Linked DNA regions of Danio rerio: region 1 is linked to region 2. Evidence: chromatin contacts called from public HiCAR-type data. All regions are on one chromosome and are shown on one strand. Each heading gives the region's core, a stretch centred on a gene start, on an enhancer-like site or on the middle of the called end of the contact. The rest is flanking DNA. Distances are from core to core; before and after follow the strand shown.

Region 1 (2,731 bases), core at 119-2,618, 220 kb after region 2:
ACATATTGTCCATTTCCTTACAATCTGACTCCCAAATCAAAAATAATAAATTAATCTTAAAATCAAAAAGGTTTTGTTGGCTGAGAAGACAAGCCAAGATATTTCTGTTCAAAACTTTTCTACAAAATTTTATTCCAGATTATAGTTACAGAATGTGCATCGCGTAAAGTTGTTTATGTTAAATTTATATAGTGAAGAATTACAGGGAGTTTTATTGGTCCTACAAACTTAAGATCGAGATCAACTCGATAAGGGAAAGTCTTGACTCGTTATACGTTCATAATATTTATATTATTTGCTAATTGAGAACCACCTCATGTAGAGCTTTGAATCTGCGTCTCATTTCGGAGTCTGCTACTGTCTACCGGAGGTCACATTTCGGTCATGTACGCATTATTTGAGAGCCTTTCTGAATGAAAGAATAAATAAAACACGCTGTTTTTCACTAAGGCAACCCGGGGTGCTGAAATATATTTGGCTAAACTGGCATAGGGCGAGTTAAAAGAACTAAAACAAAGACAGCCATTTCAGCACGTAACTCTAATTTTCAAAGCAGAATATTTGACTTCAGCATTGTTTTTCAGATAATTAAGAATGTTCACTTCGCATATTTCTTAAATATCTGCAAACATATTATAGTATTTTTATGCTTTAGAAGAGTCAAAAACTTACATACAGCACCTACAATTGAAAGAAATTAAGTTAACTTAATCGTTTTTGGATTTAAGGAGATTGAACATGAAATAATCAAGTTGTCCCCCCAAATAAACAAGGAATTGTGTTGTTTCATCTCAATTTAAATAAGTAAATAAGTAGAACAATCGGTGTAAAGACTCAAGCACATGTAAACTAAGCAGTGAAGTGTTGTACAGCGCTGCTGGATCCTCGTCTTCTGTGGTCTCCTGCTCGGATCCAGCAGCATATGGACTGTGGAAGAAATCTGGCTTATCAAAGAGTCTGTGATAAAGATCTCTGGAAGCTTCAGCTAGTAAACAGCACCATAAAAGTGGCTTTTGGGGTGGAGCGCAAGAGAGAAACTTGAAGCATTGCCCATTACCGATAAAACCACAACTTCTACAACAGTCTCGCTCACTATTTACTGTTCGCTGCTTTTTTCTTCTTCTTCTCTTTGCACACCAATTTTCAGTCCTCACACTACCGATTTAGAGGTGGGAAGCCTTTCTGTAAAATAGCGTGTGGAAAAGTGCCAGTCGTTGTAAGGAAGTCATCCATGATGCCTGAACTAGGAAAACCAGCACTTACATAATGCCATGGAGAAACCTCAAGGCCTCTGCCGGTGGTATTGAACCCTCCACAGCGCTGCCAGGTTTCATACTGGGCCACAGAAATATACTGGATTCTTCCTGAAGCTAGACTCAATAGCACCTCCTAGTGTCTGCCTGTAAAACACAAACACTTTTAGACGGCTGTTCTGACCTAGTGAGGGGAAAAAAGTGCATCTGGGCCTGTTTTCACAATACTTTTCATCTTACCTCTAAGAGTTCCCCTAGATGTCAAGAATTTTCTTTTAAAGGGATAGATCACCCAAAAAGTGAAAATTCTGTCATCGTTTAATTTAAAACTTTTAAAGTAATCTAAATTAGAAAACATTCTAGAGCAGGGGTCACCAATCTCGGTCCGTGAGGGCCAGTTTCCCTGCAGGTTTTAGCTCCAACTTGCCTCAACACACCTGCCTGAATGTTTCAAGTATACCTAGAAAGACCTTGATTAGCTTATTCATGTGGGTTTGATTAGGGTTGGAGCTCAAATCTGCAGGACACCGGCCCTCCAGAAACAAGTTTGGTGACCACTGTTCTGGAGAATACAGTTATACAGGTATTTATACACATGGTAAAAACACAACTCAAGTAGCAGATAAACTTACACAAGCTATGGCTCATAAGTCATTTCTAATAACTAATTTATTTTATCTTTGCCATGATGACAGTAAATAATATTTTACTAGATATTTTTCAAGACACTTCTATACAGTTTAACGTGACATTTAAAGGCTTAACTAGGTTAATTAGGTTAACTAGGCAGGTTAGGGTAATTAGTCAAGTTATTGTATAACGATGGTTTGTGCTGTAGACTATTGAAAAATATTAGCTTAAAGGATCTTATGATTTGGCCTTAAAATGGTTTTAAAAATTAAAAACTGCTTTTATTCTTGCCAAAATAAAACAAATAAGACTTTCTCCAGAAGAAAAAATATTAACAGACATACTGTAAAAAAATTCCTTGCTCTGTTCAACATAATTTGGGAAATATTTAATTAAAAAAAAAATTCAAAGGGCTTCAACTGTATGTCTTTCATTTTCTAGTAACAAAATAATTTAACAAAATTACAAATTTATACCACGAATATATTTGACCCTTGTTCGCCTCATAGGATATATGCCGGTGCATCACCTTTATGTAATCGATGTAAGAAACATCATTATTTTAATCTAATAACATAAACTGGATTTGTTGATGTTCATGTTTTTATATTTGTATACTCTGATGCTACGTAATGCTGAATATTCTTTTTGTCAATTAGGCTGTTTGTTATATTGTAAAATAATAAATAAAAAAAACTAAAACTTTTAAAATAAGAGCTTCTTTCTTCTGTTAAACATAGCTGAATATATTCTATATAACATGTGGTGTAATAAAATCTTCACTGACTTCCAGAGTATTTTTTTAATGCCATTATTTTGTATTAGACAGCAAAAAAAAAATATATATA
Region 2 (2,700 bases), core at 155-2,654:
GGCTAGAATAAAAGCGTTTTTTAATTTTTTAAAACTATATTAGGGTCAAAATTATTAGCCCCTTTAAGCTATATTTTTTTCGATAGTCTACAGAACAAACCATCATTATACAATAACTTGCCTAAGTAATTACCCTACCCGCCTAGTTAACCTAATCAACCTAGTTAAGCCTTTAAATGTCACGTTAGGCTGCATAGAAGTGTCTTGAAAAACATCTAGTAAAATATTATGAAGGCGACGCAGTGGCGCAGTAGGTAGTGCTGTCGCCTCACAGCAAGAAGGTCGCTGGGTCACAGGTTTGAGACTCAGCTAGGTCAGTTGGCGTTTCTGTGAGGAGTTTGCATGTTCTCCCTGCGTTCCCTTGGGTTTCATGGGGTACTCTGGTTTCCCCCACAGTCCAAAGACATGCAGTACAGGTGAATTGGGTAGGGTGAATTGTCCGTAGTGTATAAGTGTGTGAGTGTGAATGTTTCCCAGAGATGGGTTGCGGCTGGAAGGGCATCCGCTGTGTAAAAACGTGCTGGATAAGTTGGCGGTTCATTCCGCTGTGGTGACCCCAGATTAATAAAGGGACTAAGCTGACAAGAAAATGAATGAATGAAAATATTATGTAGTGTCATCATGGCAAAGATAAAATAAATAATGTATTAGAAATGAGTTATTAAAACTATTATGTTTAGTAATGTGTAGAAAAAAAAAGTTATCTCCGTTAAACAGAATTTGGGGAAAAAATAAACACGGGGCCTAATAATTCTGACTTCAACTGTATGTTGAGAGGACTAAAAAAGTTCATTTAATTCACCTAAAAGCATTTCTTTACTGTGTACACATTGAATTATCATTTTAATCCAAACTAAACGGCATTTTCACTTTCTTTAAGTGCCACTTGGTTTGAAAAGCAATGACAAGGAACAAATATGACACAGCTCTGTAAACACCAGCAGTGAGTTCCCTTTATCTCTCTCTCTTTCTCTTTCTCTCTCTGGTCTCCTCTGGCTGTGGTTCGCGGGCTGCATTAGTGTTATGGATCTGCACCCCAAGCAGGCGTTCAGTGCTGTGTTAATTCAGCGGCTCTAATGCGGTCAGGCACTGCTGACCCCGCTGGTCAGAGAGAGTGGCCACTTTCATTGAACCCTCTATGTTTGCGGCTCCGAGACGCACCCTCGCACTCTGTGCCTGAAACGGCTTAATAACCCACCACAGCTGACATCTGAGGTTGGCAACCATCTAGACCACGGAGGGCTGTTCACTGTTTAATATTAACACACACTGCTGTGCAGGTATGTATACACCCAAACAAACTAAAACGCAGGGAGAAATCGAAACCAACACTTACTTACTGAAATACACTGTACGTTTTAGGAACACACACATACAGTGTGGCTCGGTATCATCTGCCGGTGACTCATATGTCTTTTAAAGCCGTCGGTGATCTGAAAGTAGTAAATACTCGCTGCACTGTCCGAAATACAATACCTAACATAGTCAAAAGCGTGACCGAGTTAGTAACAGAATCCAAATAGTGTGCGATGATAAACCTCTAATACTGAAAGAAAAACAGCAGGAACCAACAGATTATCTAACCTGTTTAACTTGGCACTCGCTCTAAAGACGGCTCAGCTAGGTTTTTACTGCAGTAAATAACTGGGTATAAAGCAGACACAAAGGAGAGACTATCCCATCTCGTATCACCTCAAGTACTTCTCCCTCATTATCAAACAACAGTGCACCGCAGAAAGAAAAGCCATTTCTACCAGAGCTGTGATTTGCAGTCTGGCATGAAATTGTACACAAGATGATAAATCAATAATAGGAACAACACATATTTATGTTGTGCTGGATGCATGCACTAGAAACACACAGCACAATGTGTGCAGCACAAAATGACATTTGTTCATCTAATGAACCACTCAAAGTGAAATATTCAGTCACACTTTATCTTAAGGTACAATTCTCGCTACATTAACAAACCATTACAGATGACTTTAAGCTGAATAAACTACTAATTTGCTGCTTATTCATAGTTATCAAGGTAGAATTTGGGTTTATATGGATGTAGAATAATATAATGCTGTTTGTTCATCTAATGAACCACTCAAGATAAAATATTCAGTCACACTTTATCTTAAGGTACAATTCTGGCTGTATTAACAAACCATTAACCATAACTTTAAGCTCAATAAACTACTAATTTGTTGCTTATTAATAGTTATTAAGCTAGAATTTGTGTTTAAAGCGATGTAGAATAATATAATGACGTTTGTTCATTTAATAAACCACTTAAAATAAAACATTCAGTCACACTTTACCTAAAAGTACAATTCTCGCTATATTAGCAAACCATTAACGATGACTTAAAGCTCGATAACCTACTAATTTGCTGCTTATTAATAGTTATTAAGGTAGAATTTGAGTCTGAAGCGATGTAGAATAATATTATGACGTTTGTTCATCTAATGAACCAGTCAAGATATGAAATATTCAGTCACACTTTATCTTAAGGTAGATTTCTGGCTATTAACAAACCATTAACTATGACTTTAAGCTCATTAAACTACTAATTTGCTGCTTATTAATAGTTATTATGGTAGAAATTGTTTTTAAAGTGATGTAAAATAATATAATATCGTTTGTTTAACTAATGAACCATTAAAAATTAAATAAATAGTCACAATTTATATTAACAAACCATTAACTATG

Evidence for each region. HiCAR-type assays count read pairs that join an accessible place to other places.
Region 1: a contact with region 2 is called in a HiCAR-type map of caudal fin, with 5 times the contacts expected there. The contact joins two enhancer-like sites. A contact is called at or near these places in 1 of 18 Hi-C or Micro-C datasets (caudal fin) and 1 of 4 datasets of contacts at active chromatin or transcription factors (caudal fin).

What each region holds. Positions count from the first base shown.
Region 1 is chr13:48,964,818-48,967,548 of GRCz12tu, forward strand. No RefSeq gene overlaps it. Among named protein-coding and RNA genes, the nearest start is that of syf2, 75 kb to the right of the region's middle. Within about 2 kb of position 1,369, at least 6 of the 62 cell types and tissues checked have an H3K27ac peak or open chromatin away from gene starts, as enhancers often do. A contact at or near this core is called in caudal fin, where this site is marked.
Region 2 is chr13:48,745,782-48,748,481 of GRCz12tu, forward strand. The region is part of intron 4 of runx3 (RUNX family transcription factor 3); the gene reads right to left. Among named protein-coding and RNA genes, the nearest start is that of runx3, 52 kb to the right of the region's middle. Within about 2 kb of position 1,405, at least 5 of the 62 cell types and tissues checked have an H3K27ac peak or open chromatin away from gene starts, as enhancers often do. A contact at or near this core is called in caudal fin, where this site is marked.